Linked DNA regions of Arabidopsis thaliana: region 2 is linked to region 1. Evidence: chromatin contacts called from public capture Hi-C data. All regions are on one chromosome and are shown on one strand. The core of a region is the stretch at or near the end of the contact, and the rest is flanking DNA. Distances in the headings are between cores, read along the strand shown.

Region 1 (5,280 bases), core at 2,068-4,567:
GTACTATAAATTCCATTGTTGTAAAAAGCGATCTAGGCGTGTAGGTTCCCGTCTAAGCACTAGGCGCTAGGCGACAGCCTAAACAACCGTTTAAACCGTGGAGTTTACCTTCTACGTGTTGAAAATATATATGCGTTTTGTTGCTAATATACACGCATACGAGTTCAATTATCTATAAACGGATACTAGTTTATTACATATCTTGATTTGATTTTTGATGGAAAAGTTTATTTATGTATTTCCACCTCCCCATTAAAGTAGTGATGGAAAAGTTTACAAAGAACTACAAGTGTTTAAAAAAAAATGTTCTTTCACTTTCCTGCACAAACGAAAAATGGAAAATATGACACTACACCAATAATTGTTTTAACCTAACGATAATCAACGTATAATTCTAAAATATCTAAGATGTAAAGTTTCTTACTTTTTTTTCTTAAACAATCTTTATGTACCGTGCTCCGTTTAAGTTTTTATTTCGAGAAAGCTACCGTGTGACGACAATTTCGTTTTAGAAAAGTCATTATGTGATAAATTGATAAAGTCAATCTACTTGATTTTTATTCAAATGGAGTATGTTTTTACTAATACTTAGTTGAAGATAATTACTTTATTTTGTTGAACTATAATAAGAGGCTCCTGACAATATTATTTTTTGAATACTTAATATTTTTTTTCATCAACAACTGAAATTAATACTATAGTCTATAGTTGATATTTTGTTCAAAAATTTGCATATATATTTTTCTGCATCTTTGCTTCTCTGACAAGGTATTAACCTAGTCTCTAACCCCAAACCCCAAACCCCAAACCCCAAGTGGGGTTAAATGAACTTGAATATATGCTAATGATCTAAGTCCGATTGATTCGCGAGGTTAACCATTTTGATTTGCCTCCATAATTTTATACTAATTATACAGATCCGAGGCCAAATTTATCAAGAAGGTTCTGAAGGCGGTTGAGGAAGTTTTAACCACTATTCAATCTGATGAAGCAAAAGAAGGCAACTGTGTGGAGGATGTTGAAACATTTAACGTTCCACTGACTCTGCCTTGGTCATGGTTTAGCTCGGCGGTTGAGCTAATTGGTGCAATTCTCGGCTTACTCGCTGAGACTGTTCACGCTGATGAAGGAAGAAGAGAAGCTGATTTTGTGAAGAAAGTGAAAACACTTAATGTTCCACTGGCTTTGCCATGGTTATGGTTTGGCTCGGCGGTTGAACTAATTGGTGCAGTGGTCGGCTTACTCATTAAGGCTGTTCAATCTGATGAAAGAAAAGAAGATGGTTGCGTGAAGAAAGTGAAAACATTTAACATTGCACTGGCTCTGCCATGGTTATGGTTTGGTTCGGCGGTAGAGCTGATTGGTTCAGTGCTTGGCATCATTAACACTGTTCGTTCTGGTGAAGGAAGAGAAGATGATTGTGTGAAGAAAGTGAAAACATTTTACGTTCCACTGGCTCTGCCATGGTTATGGTTTGGCTCTGCGGTTGAGCTGGTTGGTGCAGTGCTCGGCTTACTAAATGAAATTGTTCACAAGTGTGCCTCACCAACCATGGTTATTCTTGCTAGTCAAGTTGGCTCTGTTGTGGCTATTTCGAGCCGTTGGGCTGATAAGTCTGTCTGAGCGAGCTTTTGTTTTCGATTTCGTCTCTTTGTGTTTTGTGGCTATTTCGAGCCGTTGGGCAGGTAAGCATGTCTGAGCGAGCTTTTGTTATCGATTTCGTCTCTTTGTTTTTTGTGGCTTCAATTGCTAATGGAAATAAATAAAATTTGCTTCAGTTTCTTGATGTAGTTTTAATGGATTAAAAGGAATAAACTAATCTACAATTAGAAGAGCAACGGTTGCTTTATTATGCAGATGGTTTCTTTGAAATGAAAGCTAGAAGAAGACTGAATCAGTGTCAGACAAAAATGTCTTTTATATTGGAGATTGAACTGTAACCATTGGCTTAGGCAGCTGAGTACACAACCTTGAATTGAAACATTGTTCCTTTGTGGAAATGCATTACATTTGGTGTCTTGAAATCGTGAGTCGAGTTTAAGACGATATCACATTTGTATTTTCTACATTTGGTTTGTAATTATGTTACCAAGGAACTGTTTTCTATTAATCCCACATCAAAACAATGGTTATTGTCCTTGGAGTGTAGTAACAAAAGACTACTCAACAACAATCAAAATGTCTCATACTATGATACTAGCATTATATGATTTACTGATAAACATTTCAGTTTTAACTAAGGATGCATAAATGATTTCAGAAACAAACAAATGCAATAAGCAAATGATTATGATAAGCAATCTTAATAACAAAATCTGAATTGCACTTTCATACCATATAGAAATTAGTCTTAATTGATACAAAAACATCATTAAAAAAGCAAGTGCAAAAATTCTGAGTAGAGAATGATAATAAAATGGAAAAAACTCAATAACCACCCTTGAGATCGTTGACAACATCGTAAGGAATGGGAGTGACAGTCTCCAATGTCATACCTTCGACCATGAAACCCGGTTTAGGACCTTTAGGCTGTCTCTTGGTGCTGATAGTCTCTCCTCTGGCTTTAGCATCAGCCTTAAGCACATCGTTCTGCTTCTTTCTGAGTTTAAACTCCTCAGCACACCTTGACTGTTGCACATGCTCCACACGCACATGTATCCTCTTCCTTATGATTCTGTTCCCAATCTATAAAACCAAACCCAAACACATAATTAGCCCACCAAGAAATACAATAAACTAAAAGAGAAGGCTTTCAAAAATAAGAATCATAGTAGATTGATTGCAACTAATACAAATAGCAAAAGAAGGACCCAAGAAGAAAAGCTTGAATCTTTCGAACCAATACCAATCCAACATCTCAGAATTCAAAACAGATAGCTCACACAAAGACGAATTAAACCCCAAATGAAAGAATCAAAATCACATTCAAACCCTAATTTCAACAATCAAAACTTTTCCAAACAGATTAGAGATTTGAGTAATCAACACCTGTTTGTTGACTTCAACACCAACGGCACGCTTAGTGACATTCCAGATGCGACCAGTACGACCATGGTAGAACTTATGAGGCATACCCTTGTGGATAGCTCCATTAACCTTGACATCGACGTAATCGCCGACCTTGAAGGTTCTGAGGTAAGTGGAGAGTGGAATATAACCCTTCTTCCTGAATGGTCTCGCGAACAGATCTCTTGTTCTCGCCCTCACTCCGTGTCCCGCCGGCATTTTCACTCTCTGTTTGAGTCTGGTGGCTGAAACCCTAGAGAAGCCATTGTTAAGATAAAAAACATGACACTTATAAAGTGAATTAGGGTTTTCATAAATGGGCCTGATTGGGCCATAGATCTGTAAATACCCATTGGATTTGAGGAGTTAAAAGGGGAGGTACGTAATTGTTTTGTTAATTACCCCTACATTTTGTATAATTTGGGCACAAAGTTTGGTATGTTAATTTTGTGTGCATTTCGGTTTGGAATTGGTTCGGTTTAGTTAATTTGGTTATAGTAAAATATTAAAATTTTAACTAAACTTCTTAAACTGAAACTTGTTTGTGTTTTATTCGGTTTACTAAATCTTTATGTAAGATATTATAAGTAATCAAATATATGGTGAATATTATGTATTTATTGTGTTTCTAACGTAATTTAGAATAAGTATTCTGATTAGTTTAGAAGTAAAAATCATACAAAATAGATTCTCTCTTATAATAACCTAAACAATTAATTTTCTTTCTTTTCTCCTTTCCACTAGTGTTTTTTTCTCATCCTCCTTCCATGCTCTTTTCATATTTAAAAAACAATTATGCTGCAAATCAACGTTAATGTAAAAGGCTCCTTGACAAATTATGTTGAAAATTTATATTGGGGTTTAGAAGTAAGCCTCTATTCTTGTGAGGGTTTTTGGATTTGGAGATATAGAATCATATTTTTTTTCAATTCTATATTTTATTTCATTTTATAGTTAAGAGTATAATTGGTTTTTAATTTTCCTTAAATCTATCTCACCAAAGTTATTATCTATATAAAATATAGATGGACAAACTTTTGGAAAAAGGTCTTTAATATTCAATTTTTCCTTTCGTTTCTTAAACAAACTAAACAAATAATTTTACAAGAATACAAAAACATTTGATATTGTTACTACTATTTGTTAATTACAAAAAAACTCCCTACATGCGAGCAAAATATGAGATTTGGACATAAAGTTAGTATGTAATTCACAACAATCCTAAAATCCCTCTGTTTTTTTTTACCGGATTAAGCTCTATAAAACTCAAAAAGTTATTCCAAATAATATCAATTTCATTTCTCCATGTGAATTTAGTTCATAACGGGAACCTTATTGTCTAGTTATATAGTAACGTAAGAATAAAATCTTACACAGTTACACTAACAGTTAAAACAAAAAAAGGAATCAAAGGAAAGTTTTTTCTTAGCAGAGAAAAGGTATAGAGTATTCTTGAACAAGAGACATCCATGGATCACTCTGACCTATATAAGATGTATTGTTTCAAGTAAACAATCTGTAGACCATAGACCACAATGCATTTTCCCAGTGGCATTGGCTCCGAATGGCAATCCATTTTAGGTGCGATTAAGATCTGAGGTCAAGAGCGATGTGATTAGCTAGAAATATGAATGGAAATGTGATTCAACCCCGATGTCATTATCCTATATTCTTGAATGGTAATATGATATAGAAATGGTTAGAAAAAAATTACCATAATCGACATTACTTGTATTATTGTTTATATGTTTTATGTATGAGTATTATGTATCCATATAAAACATGTGTGCAAGCAAAAAGAGCTTACTGAATTGTCTCGCAGATCTCCTTAGCATCCAGGTTGGTTCTAGCTCCTATACGTTTCCTCGACTTAACGCATTTTGAGATATCGATAGCAACTTCAAAGTTTTTGAAAATTTCCGACTACAGTATAGTGATAACAATAGTGACTGATCAAGATACTAAAATAGAAGGAACCCATGATTCACATATAGCTTATATACTCAGAAAGAGTCATGTTAGCCTCACATATAACTATGCATAACCATGAATCTCTTTGTCCTTATCCTCTAAAAAAACATGTAAGAAAATGGAAATATATAAATGTTAGAGAAGAAGTTTAATGGTTGTAGAATATTTTCTAAACATTCAAACATAGACTCATAGTGATATGTGCAAACATGTGGCTCAAGCCATTTTTAAAAGAATCAACGCACTTGACAAATGCATATTGCTATATGTGAACCTTGGGTTCCTTCTCAATTGTATCCATCT
Region 2 (5,280 bases), core at 1,084-3,583, 630 kb before region 1:
CGCCGGAGTCACCGCCGTCTTCACCGCCGGAGTCACCGCCGTAAGTCTCTCGTCATCTCCTTGAAAAATCAAACTCTAGTTTCACTTGATATTAGATGTCCTTTCTCTCCTTTGATTTTAGCCGTTTAGTACTATCACTACTTACTTTTCAGGTGTCAAGTATCCTACTGCTAACGTGTATTTTCTGCAAGTGTGGAAAATTGAGCGTCTTTTGAAAGACTATGCAGTTTGTGGTGATTTTAGAGTGGAAGAGATGGCTAGTAGGATGCAAGTAAAGTTTGATAAGTATTGGGATCAGTACAGTATCATTCTAGCTATGGGAGCTATTCTAGATCCAAGGTTGAAAGTGCAGATTCTTAAATCTGCTTATAATAAGGTGGATTCGAGTAGTTCGGAAGAAAAGGTCAATGTTGTTGTGGACAATTTGAAAGATCTTTACAAAGAGCACAGGGAAAAAGTTTGGACTTCTTCCACCTTCTCAACAACCCAAACTCCACATGACCTTCTTACAGAATCACCACTAGAGGATGATCCAAATTATGTAAGTATTTCTCCATTCCTTGTTTATATCATATCATCTTTATTGTCTAACTAGTGTCTATACTCTATATCATACAGGATGTGTTTGAGCTTGAGAGGAGCATACAACCTGGTTCTGACAACACAAAGTCCAATTTGCAAAATTATTTGGATGATCCAAGGCTAGATTTGAGGTCTTTTACAGACATGGAGGTTCTGAGCTATTGGAAAGGCGATGGGCAACGCTATGGTGATTTAGCTTCTCTAGCTTCTGCTATACTTAGCATTCCAATCACTACAGTGGCAGCTGAGTCATCATTCAGTATTGGAGGTCGGATTTTAAACCCTTTCAGAAACCGCCTTCTTTCGAGAAATGTTCAAGCCTTGTTATGTACTAGGAACTGGTTGCGTGGTTTTGCAGAGTTGGAAGGTAAAAAAAGAATAGTCTAATTTTTTGGACTTAATTTTTTTTCATTTGTTGATTTATATCTTCTAATTGTAGGTGACATTGAAGAATACTTTGATGATGGAATTGAAGCTACTACATCGGTAGCAAGTAGCTCTGGAATATGAGAAGATGTTGTATTTTTGTTTTAAATTGATTTTCAGATATTTGATTACTTTTTAAGTTTTTCTTGTTTAATTTGACATACAAATTATTATTATTTTGCTATGAAAAAAATTTACATGATATATTTACATACCAGCTTAGTTTATAAGCAAAATATAGATATAAAATATATATAATAGTATATTAGTAATTAAACATAAACACTAAAAAAAAGACAAAAATCAAGTTGGGTACCCACGGGTAGTATCAGAACAATCGGGTTTTTTTTGGGCTTTCCCACTAATCAAAAATCCATTTGAATTTTCTAAAGTTGGGTTTTTGGTGGGCGGGTTTATTTTGGGTTCAGGTCGGGCTGGGCTTTTTTACCCACCACAACATCTCTACTTATAAGTCAATATATGAAGAGGAAAATGGACAAACAGATTGTCTAATAAGGGAGGAGAAGAATATATAAAATTCCAACATACTCCTTACGTATTATTTCTCTAGTAAAGATGAAGATTGAGATATTTCTAAAAGAAGAGAGTACCAGGTAAATTTTAGTCTAAGCACATACTCACATGATTATCAAGAGAAAGGGGAACACATTCTCTTTCTTGTTTATTTAAAAGTATATGTTTTTGGAATTTTTTTAGTAAAAATAAATTTATATTTGGAAAGGTTTTGTGTCAAAAAAAATCCTCCAACTTGCTAATTTTTGCTACTTTACCATATATTTCCAAAAATTGCAGATTAATCATACGAAGTAAAACAAATAAAATAATATGCAATATAGCTTTATACGTATATTGTAAATGTTTTCACAGCCACATACATAAAAGTTTCAAAATTTTAAAGGTAGAATTGAAGTCCTCCTAGAGAAGACTTCGATTTGACATATTAATTGACAAAATTTTATAAATTTGACGGTAACAAAAAAAATGGTTACATTCTTATTTTTTTGGATTTAATATGATTAATTTGTATTTAAAAGAGGTAGAAAATAAAATTGTAAAATTTGGTGAGTTTGAGAAGTATTTTTTTGCACAAAAACGTTTTGAAACTACCGACATGAAATCCAAAACGGGTATATAAAATTTGCATTAGTCTAAAATTAAATTAAAAGATTTAGGTATGTAAATTACTACATACAAGAAAATAACAATGAGAGTTATCTTCCTTTCTTCTTTTTAAAAGTTTAACATTCTTATATTCAGAATGATTAAGTTCATAAATTGAGCCAATGGGAAAAAAATGAACCAACAGCTATCGTGGAGAAAATAAAAACAATTTGGGCCTTAAGTGAGTAAACAAAATTGGGCTTAAAGGAAACCCTAAAACGCAGAGTGACAAAGTATTCATCGTCTTCGTTTCGTGAAACTCACCGGAGGAATCGTTTCTCGTCGGCGGAAAACTAAAACTACACACACCATTCTCTCATGGGTTCCGTGAAGAGAAAATCAGTGGAGGAATCTTCTGATTCTGCTCCGCCGCAAAAGGTTCAGAGAGAAGACGATTCCACCCAAATCATCAACGAAGAGCTAGTTGGTTGCGTTCACGATGTTTCCTTCCCTGAAAATTACGTTCCTCTTGCTCCCTCCGTTCACAATAAACCACCAGCTAAAGATTTCCCCTTTACACTTGACTCCTTCCAATCTGAAGCTATCAAGTGTCTCGATAATGGCGAGTCAGTCATGGTAAGCTTTTACTCTGGCTTCAATTGATTTTGGTCACTGAATTTCTAATCTGTCCTATTGAATTGGTGAATCAATTTGTAAAGATTACATATTTTGGTTCAAGCTGTGAACTTTTCTAGTTTTGTGAGAAAACTGAAGAGTATGGTTTCATGTTCAGGTTTCAGCTCATACATCAGCTGGTAAAACTGTTGTGGCGTCGTATGCTATTGCCATGTCTTTGAAGGAAAACCAGAGAGTTATTTACACTTCTCCTATAAAGGCACTTAGTAATCAGAAGTACAGAGATTTTAAAGAAGAGTTTTCTGATGTTGGTTTGATGACTGGGGATGTGACTATCGATCCTAATGCCTCTTGTCTTGTAAGTACCTTTTAAACTGTTCAATGTTGTCTCAGAAGTTTCTTTTATTTGCTATTTGTTCTTAGTTTTGTGTTCTTTGTTTCAGGTCATGACTACGGAGATTTTGCGTAGTATGCAGTATAAAGGGTCAGAGATTATGCGGGAGGTTGCGTGGATTATTTTTGATGAGGTGCATTACATGCGTGATAGCGAAAGAGGTGTGGTTTGGGAAGAGAGTATTGTAATGGCTCCGAAGAATTCTCGTTTTGTGTTTCTATCGGCAACAGTTCCCAATGCCAAGGAGTTTGCTGATTGGGTTGCAAAGGTATTTCACTCTTGCTACTCCTTCTACCTCTCTTTTGTGAATGGATTGATACATTTTTGTATCAACTTGTAATTATGATTTCACATCAATTATTTATTTTGGAGGAAGTAGAAACATGTCTTGGCAAAATGCAATATAGTTTTCATATGTCGTGTTTCTTTGAGTAGACTTAGTAAAACAGCCTGTTTATAACAAATGATTTTTTTTTTTTTTTTTTTTTTTTGGCGTTGTTGCTCTGGAGATTTGATTATAGAATTGGTATTGCAGGTTCACCAACAACCATGTCACATTGTTTACACCGATTATCGGCCAACTCCACTTCAGCACTATGTCTTTCCTGCTGGAGGTAATGGACTTTACTTGGTTGTGGACGAAAAATCTAAATTTCATGAGGATAGCTTCCAGAAATCTCTCAACGCACTGGTTCCGACTAATGAGAGTGACAAGAAAAGAGATAATGGAAAGTTTCAAAAGGGATTAGTGATTGGAAAACTTGGTGAAGAAAGTGATATTTTCAAATTGGTGAAAATGATAATTCAGCGGCAATATGATCCCGTGATTTTGTTCAGTTTCAGCAAAAAGGAATGCGAGGCACTTGCTATGCAGGTTAGTTTCCTCTTCTTCTGTTTGTCTAATGCAAGTAAATAAATCATTTACCGACAAATTTTTTATTTGACTTCTTTCAAAATCCCTGGATCTTTACCCTGTCATATGAGAATGTCATCTCATTTTGGGGATGTTATTTTTTTGTAACTATTAGCCAAACATGAATCTGAATTTGTTTCTGCTGAAATAAGAAAATTGGTCCAGAAAGTTAGGTGTTTTTTTAGTTTGTCTTCTTCTTATGCTTGGGATCAGTCTTATCCTTTTAAAATTGATATTGGGTTGGAGTGACTGTGATAAGCTCCTGGAGTCTTATGTGAAGATGCGGTACCTATATTATACTGTATGAGTTGGATCGCAAAAGAAGTCCTCACTTGAATCAAGACTTTTCTATAGTACTGTTCCCACCACTGAATTAAAAAACTTTCGTCATTCTTAATCTTGATAGTCTGTTATTACATTGCAGCAACGGTCTCTTCAATCTCTATATTTTTTGTTTGTATAGACTGTTCAAATTTTGTTTTTTATGATTTTTCTAGTGTGTTTGCCTGCACCTTGTAGTGCGTACTCTGTGGTGTGTTTTATTTTATGTGTATTTTACAACCTGAAGTTCATTGTCTGCGTACTGTGGGTCTTACTGTTAAAACGTGAGTCTAATACCTGTCTGTTTGTTCCACAGATGTCTAAGATGGTTTTGAACAGCGATGATGAGAAAGACGCTGTGGAGACAATCTTTGCTAGTGCAATTGATATGCTTTCAGATGATGATAAAAAGCTACCTCAGGCAAGCATTCATTAAAGCTCTTTCTAAGATGCCTGAGTGTTTGTATAATGCACCTTAACCTATATCTTTTGTGAATACTTTTCACAACTTCTTGAAACATATTGTCATGTTTTAATGTTGTGAGGTATCTGTGCGCTAGGATGATCATGTGCACATCTCTGTAGGAAATGGCTAGTATTATTGGCTTATAAGTAGTAGATTTCCCACCAATCTCGCCTCTATTATCTCAAATTTTATATTTTATTTTGTTTGCCTTGTAGCCGGCTCTCCTCTTGCACAAAAATTGATTTTTCCCTAGATATTAATCTTTTCTCTAACATGTAACATGTAATAGCTTATATTCCTTACATCTGATGTTCCATAAAGGGTCATCTTGGTGCTTGTTTAGTTGATCTAGTTTCAGATGCGATTTGGCAAATATATTTGTCCTGCAGCGAAATTGACATGATTCATGGCTTCATGTAC

The links. Capture Hi-C pulls out chosen DNA fragments and counts their contacts.
Region 2: a contact with region 1 is called in a capture Hi-C map of seedling, with 2.9 times the contacts expected there.

What each region holds. Positions count from the first base shown.
Region 1 is chr1:21,353,512-21,358,791 of TAIR10.1, reverse strand. It overlaps AT1G57660 (Translation protein SH3-like family protein), which reads right to left and starts at 3,317. Exons shown (of 2, transcript NM_104563.4): 1 at 2,989-3,317; 2 at 2,155-2,685. The coding sequence starts at 3,225. The coding sequence ends at 2,428. AT1G57650 (ATP binding protein) reads right to left here. Exons shown (of 4, transcript NM_104562.4): 3 at 5,252-5,280; 4 at 4,481-4,600. The coding sequence ends at 4,481. It overlaps AT1G57670 (Toll-Interleukin-Resistance (TIR) domain family protein), which reads left to right. Exons shown (of 3, transcript NM_104564.1): 3 at 918-1,623. The coding sequence ends at 1,623.
Region 2 is chr1:21,987,339-21,992,618 of TAIR10.1, reverse strand. It overlaps MTR4 (RNA helicase, ATP-dependent, SK12/DOB1 protein), which reads left to right and starts at 2,333. Exons shown (of 14, transcript NM_104669.4): 1 at 2,333-2,766; 2 at 2,924-3,124; 3 at 3,210-3,428; 4 at 3,696-4,034; 5 at 4,711-4,815. The coding sequence starts at 2,509. It also overlaps the pseudogene AT1G59770.